2 separate regions of the Zea mays genome follow, and region 2 is linked to region 1. Evidence: chromatin contacts called from public Hi-C data. All regions are on one chromosome and are shown on one strand. Each heading gives the region's core, a stretch centred on a gene start, on an enhancer-like site or on the middle of the called end of the contact. The rest is flanking DNA. Distances are from core to core; before and after follow the strand shown.

Evidence for each region. Hi-C and Micro-C count contacts between places; a contact is called where the count stands out from the background.
Region 2: a contact with region 1 is called in a Hi-C map of leaf, with 6 times the contacts expected there. The contact joins the enhancer-like site here to the promoter of LOC100275460 in region 1. A contact is called at or near these places in 12 of 25 Hi-C or Micro-C datasets (bundle sheath, ear, endosperm and 3 more) and 1 of 3 datasets of contacts at active chromatin or transcription factors (leaf).

Annotation. Positions count from the first base shown.
Region 1 is chr1:222,673,893-222,677,248 of Zm-B73-REFERENCE-NAM-5.0, forward strand. LOC100275460 reads left to right here and starts at 1,873. Exons shown (of 8, transcript XM_035964242.1): 1 at 1,873-2,649; 2 at 2,741-2,881; 3 at 2,964-3,035; 4 at 3,123-3,215; 5 at 3,309-3,356. The coding sequence starts at 2,392.
Region 2 is chr1:222,765,106-222,768,461 of Zm-B73-REFERENCE-NAM-5.0, forward strand. No RefSeq gene overlaps it. Among protein-coding and RNA genes, the nearest start is that of LOC100282913, 21 kb to the right of the region's middle. Within about 2 kb of position 1,641, at least 15 of the 20 cell types and tissues checked have an H3K27ac peak or open chromatin away from gene starts, as enhancers often do. A contact at or near this core is called in bundle sheath, ear, endosperm and 2 more, where this site is marked.

The DNA of each region.
Region 1 (3,356 bases), core at 623-3,122:
TTTTATAATGAAAAGGTGCTCAATTAAATAGTAGCACGTAAACACATGTATTCCCTCTGCTCATAAATATATGATACCGTTAACTTTTTAAAAAACTTTCATCACTTGTCTTATTCAAAAAACAATAAGTTATTATTTATTTTTTGTAATTTGTTTTATCACTTAAGTTAGTTTATGCTTAGCTTAAAATTTTATATTTTTAAATAAATGTTTTGAATAAGACGAGTGCTTAAAGTTTTTGAAAAAAAAATAAACGATGACGGATGTATATAGTACTCTTTTATCTAAAATTCAACAGATGAGTTATATATTGGGAGAAGAATTTGGTACCGTGCCGTGATCGTCGCGGGCAGACAAGTACCGAGGTACACGAGTACTTGTTTGTCCTACACCGACCTTGTTAGGAATAAAAAAAGCGCGTATACGAAAGGAATACGGGAAAAAAGGAGAAGTCATGTACGGACGCTACGTGTCGCCGACAAATGGTCCACATTGGCCAACCAAAACCGTGTGCGTGCATGGCACCGCTCCGTCGCATACAAACTCCAAGCCTTGGCCTTTCGTACGTACGTGTCATCCCTGCCAGCAGCAGCCGTACATTCGTTTGCGTTGTCCATGTTCATCGACCGTCGGCCGGTCTCCCGGCCTCTCTGCTATATGCGTGTCACTGGGCGGCGACAGTGCACGGGCGTACGTCGTCGCATACACACACACATGCACGTACGCCCTCCGCGCGCATTCCGTCGTTAGCCCCCGGCTGCCGGTGCATCGACACGACACGGCCTGTGTGCGAATGGTGAATGGACAGGTAATAGTTGGTCGCAGGCTACTCCAGCTACAGGAACAGAGGAGCTGCAGGGACAGATCCGACGACCAGCGGTGTCGGCACCCTCGTTTCGGTGGCACGTACGTACAGCGCGTGGCTCTCGGCACAGGGACAGGATCCCGGCCCGTCGTGCCGTCGCTGTTGCAAGTGTCACCATAAGACATGCATGTACTGCTAGCCTAGCTACTAACCGTAGCTACTAGGTACTAGGAGGCACCCTAGGCAGCACGGGGACCGGCCGTTGGTGTACGTGGAGGCAGGCAAAGCAAAGCAAAGCAATGCAATGCATGATGGCATTGTCGCGGTCTGTGCTCTGAATGCCTGCACTGCATCTGCATGCATGGGCCGATATGCCGGGCACGGGCAGGGCAGCACAGATGCCGCATGCGGCATGCACCAAACAAATCAACGAGGACGGCCGGTCCGGTCGTCGGCGCAGCTAGCCCCTGCGCGCGGAGGACGAAAGAAAACAGGCTAGGAGACAAGGGCCGGCCGGGCTTGCAGAGATCTGCATCGAATCACGCAGGCAGGGCAGGCACACGACGCGAGAGCGGACACGCGAAAGAAGGGGGGGGGGGGGGGGGGGGGGGGGGTGGCGGATCGGTAGCATGCGATGCGCGCGGCAGACCAGCAGCAGTGAGGGATCGGACGTGCGTGCCAGCGGAAGCGGCCACGGGGTGTCGTGTCCGCGCGCCCACAGGAGTGCCGCCACGAGGGAGGGGAGGGGAAGGGGGCGTCGTCAGTCGTCACGAGAGCAGGGGCGGGGCCGCGTGGGGCGGGGTGGCACGGCGCACACGCGTCCGCGCCCCGGGGGCCGGGGCTCGCGGTGTCGCCCACCGGATGGCCCGCGCGGCCGCTAGCTAAGCTAAGCTGCGCAACACCCCGGCCGCCGTCCCGATTCGTTGAATTGAACCAGCGTGCGCGCGCGCGGCCGAGGAAGGTAACTCCTGGGCCCTGGCTGGTTGATCGCCTTCAGCGCGTGACTGCAGGTCCGTAACAGGCGGTGAAGGCGACATATGTTCAGTCGCGGTAATATACTCCACAGTGCCCACGGATGTTCCTTCTCCTTCGTGCGGGCCACCTGGGGTGGGACCTGGAGCACAGGCCGGGTTGGTGGTGGTCGTTGTGCCAAGGAGCCAGAGCCCATAGCCCGGGGCCTCTCGGCGATCCAGAGGCCGGCCGGGCCCGGTCCCTTGGTGTGGCGGCGGGTCCCACGCCGATCCGGGGCCCAGCACCGGGCACCGCCGCGGGCCCCACGTCTACAGATTCGCGTCGTGCTCTAGGGAGGCTTGGCGCCCCCCAACCCCAACTATAAATAACGGCCGTCCTCTCCCCGTCTTCTACACTACACACACCCTCCTCCTCCGGTTCTCCTCGCACCTTCTCCCACCTCTGCTCTGCTCTGCTCTGCTCTCCCAGGCCAGGCCCTGCAGCTGCAAGCACCGAGGACAGACAGAGTCGCTCGCTTCGCCACCACTAGCTGTTGCTTGCCTGCCACCCAAGGATTTCCTTCCATCGAGATCAAGTAGCGTAGCGGCTTGCCTGACCAAGAGGCAGAGCTCTCGATGACGAAGCAGGGCATGGTGGTGCCGGTGCCTGAAGCGGCCGTGGCGGTACCGCCCAACTCGGCGCCGCTGTTCCAGTACCCGCCGCCGCGGGCCGCGCCGGGCGTCGCCGTGCGCAAGAAGTGCCTGCAGATGGGCGCCGGCGCCGGGCGCATCGGCGGCTGGGTGGAGTCCATGCGCGCGTCCTCGCCCACCCACGCCAAGGCGGCCGCCGCGCTCGCCGCGGGCGTCGAAGAGGAGCGGTACGCCGCGTGGATGGTGCGTCCGCGTCCGCCCCCTGCATTATCGCTGTCCGTGCCGATATCGTCGCGCGTCCCCCCTGATGATGGATCCGAATCCGATCGTGCAGGTGAAACACCCGTCGGCGCTGGCCATGTTCGACCAGCTGGTAGCGGCGTCCAAGGGGAAGCAGATCGTCGTGTTCCTCGACTACGACGGCACGCTGTCCCCCATCGTCGACGACCCCGACGCCGCCTACATGTCCGACACGGTACTGTCCCCGCCCTCCCCTCCCTGCTCCATTCACCTGTGGCTGGCTCTGATCAACGCCGTTTTGTTTCCCCCCCGGCCAGATGCGGCGGGCGGTGCGGAGCGTCGCCAAGCACTTCCCGACGGCGATCGTGAGCGGGCGGTGCCGCGACAAGGTACGCGCGCGCGCGCGCCATGGACCGACTATCGATGGTCGATCACAGCCACTGAATGAAGCTCAACACTGATTGCTGTCGTCGCAGGTGTTCGAATTCGTGAAGCTGGCAGAGCTGTACTACGCCGGCAGCCACGGCATGGACATCAAGGGCCCCGCCAAAGGGTCCCGGCACACCAAGGTACCCATCCATTCCAACCTTTGTCCCTGCATCCTCTCCGGCCACCCCAAGATACTTATCTCGCTCTGTCTGTCCTATGTGTGTGGCTCACAGGCCAAAGGAGGCGGCGTTCTCTTTCAGCCGGCCAGCCAGTTCCTGCCC
Region 2 (3,356 bases), core at 391-2,890, 91 kb after region 1:
AGGCAAACCTAGTTTAAGGAATATCATAGAACTTGAAAAAGTTAAAACTTGACTTAGACTCAGCTAGTGCTTTTGCCAAACTAATCCCCTCAGTAAAATAACTTTCATGGTCTAGAGGCAGAGGAGTAGACTCCTCACACTGGGTAAGTCTAGCTGAGTATTAGTATACTCAGCCTTGCTTGAGGCACAATTTTATATGTCTCTTACAAGAAATGGTTGATGGTGTGACTTGGTCGGTCACCCTGCCACCGGGGTTGGACAATCGAGTGGATGCTGCTTCAGCAAGAGAGGACCAGGAGGAGTAGTGGGCCAGGCTTCGCCCTACTCCCCAGTTATCATCGTTAGTTGATATACGCTGCACTAGAAGCAATGTTTCTTATTGTTGAACTCCGTTTCATGTAATAACTCAAGTACTCCATTAATATGTGATTTTATGCTTTATTGTATTTCTATGTGTCTAACCTTCACGTGAGCAAGTGGTATTCGATCCTTAATGAGTGGTTTGATCGGACTAGACCCGACGGTCTGACCGTTTATTCGGATTATTTAAGTGTGTCGCTGTTTCTAAGGCGAGACTTAGGCACTGAAGCTAGAATAATCTTGACGGTTTCGCTACACTCTGATCAGACATAGGTGCGTGTATATATATGTGTGTCGCTGTCGAGTGGTGCAGGGGTGACTGGGGCTTCCACCATATATTTGGAAGCACAGGGCTACCAATAGCCAATATATATACACACACGAAGCTGTAGCACTGAAGAATCATTATTATTACATGCATGGGCTGAAGCGTGCAGGCATGCATCCTATGCAGCGACGAGAACAAGTGCTACCACCCGGCCACCCACGCCCTGTACTAGCTAGATTCACACAGGATCGTAGAAGGAAGAAGAAAATAAGTAAGCTTAAAATCAAGATGATCCAATATAATCCTGCACCACCATTGGCCTCCTTGGATCACAGCAGCCAACATCAGAAAGGGGCCGGACCAAAGTGGAATCTCCGGTAATGACAAATCATTCCACCACCCCCTCCTAGGAGGATATCGTTTTCGGAGCCAATTAATTAGTATAGGTAGCTACCAATGCTGGGGATTGAGAGAGGTGCCCCGCGCCACTAGATAGACACACTACACGTACTAGCTAGCCACCACAGCCAGCCATGTGGGATCGTCGATCGATCGATCGATTCGAATGCAGGCGGAGCTGGATTCCACTCTACTGGTTGTTGGGCTGCTGCTTTCGCGCGCGAAAGCACACACACGCACAGTTTAATTTCCCTTCTTCCCCGGCCGGGCCCCGTACGTGGAACCATCGACAAAGAGAAAAAAATCAGAAGCATATGTATCCATGCTTCCAGGGAAATCGAGTGGCCAATCTACAGCTAAACAATCTAGAGCATCTCATGCATGTATGTATGTGCACAATTCAGGCTAGCTAGAGCCTAGGAACCAGCAACAACGACGTACGTACGTACGTTTATTCCCACTGAGCTGGGTTAATGATTGTGAGCCTCCCTCACGCGCGAATATTAGGCCCGAATGAAAAGGACGCGCGCTTTCAGTTGCAGCTAGCACTGGAGAGCTCGATCTGGTTGTGGTGTACTCGTAGCAAATAAACGTGAGGGTACGTACGGAGATGCATGCATGTCCACTGACGGACGACCTGCAGAGATATTGCAGCGTGTAGTGTAGTGATCAGTCGTCGTCACTGTCCTTCTCCCGGCCGGCCTTCTTTGTTGCATAAACAAAACTGTGGTTGCTGTAAAGGAATATATATATATAGAGAGAGAGATACAGCAGCGTTCGTGCGTGAGCGAGGAAGAAGCTAGGAAAAATCAGCCCTCAAGCTAGAAAAAGGCGCGAGTCGCGTCCCGGAAGCAAGCGGGTTGGCTTGCCCGTCTCTTTATTTTGCATTGTGTCGATCGGCCTTTTGTACGTCTTTGTTCGAATTCCAATGGCACATCGATCTCACGTACAGTTTGCTTTAAAAGCATGTACGTATGTATGCTTTGCGTTGCGCAAGAGGTGCACGTGTCGACCGGTAGCGGTAATAAACCTAGAGTGGAGAACTTGTTTATACTTTTTGTGGTCTTGTACGCGCGTGTTTCGTTTCAAGAAAAGGCGGTCCAGACCAAAAATATTAGCGCAAAGCATATCCAATATTTTTATAAAAAAACTTTGAGGGTACTTTATCACAGAATTTTTTTTCATGGCTTTGTTTATGATAATTAAGGATTTTTTTTTTTTTTGTTGTTGTGCTCACTTGTTGAACACATGGCGCGGCTGGCTTGGCAGCGGAAAAAATGCCGTTCGCCTAAAACGTGCAGCCTGCTCTGCTCTGTTTTCTGCCCATGGGCATGCTGCACGCCGGCCCACTGTTCAGCTGCCCGTAGCTGTGTAACATTCAGCTTAGCAGCCCAACAATATCCCTTGCTGCGGGAGCCCAGTTTAGATTTATTTTTTCCCCACATTCATTAACCTTGTGCGGACATACCCTCCTAGGGATGGCAATTGGACCCGTGGGTATGGATACCCACGGGTTTCGTACCCGATGGACATGGATATGGGTTAGAAAACTCACCCGTAGATCATGTCGGGTCGGGTACCCGAAATACGTCGAGTAGGGTACGGATAGTATATTTTACCCATGGGTATCCACTGGATACCCGAAATATTAATTCACAATTTCACATGTTGTGTTTTGGGCCCATGAAGCAAAGCAAAAAAAAGCCCAAAGGCAGTGGGACTCATTGTTGGGTTGTCCTATTCCTATTCACCTAACCCTAACCGGCTAACCCTAACTCCCTGAGACAGACAGACAGGCAGCCTGCAGCCGTCCATCCATTCATCCGCTAAGAGGAGAGGGAGGCCGGTCGGCCGGTGGAGCGGAGATGAGGGGGCAGACAGGCCGGTGGCGAGGAGGCAACGGCATTGCGGCGTGGTGGGTGGCCGTCGTGGCCCTGCAGCTGGGCCATTTGCTGAGCGGCGCGCGGGCGGGGCTGCTGGAGTCCAACCCGGGCCTGGCCTACAACTTCTACCAGAGCAGCTGCCCCAGCGCGGAGTCCATCGTCCGCAGCGTCACCTGGGCGCAGGTCGCCGTCGACCCCGCGCTCCCGGTCCGCCTCCAGCTCTCTCTCTCTCTCAAGCCAGCCGCAGAGTCGCTCGCCCGCTCCCGAGTGTGCTACTGCACCGTCGGTCGCCCGCCTGCTCCCGAGTGTGCTACTGCACCGTCGATCGCCCGCCCGCTCCCGAGTGCGCTACTGTGCCATCGTACGCCCGCCCGCCCCAGCATCTAGCGCACTCGTACGCCCGCCCACCCCAGCATCCCGACGCCGCCGTCGGCCCCACACTCCAC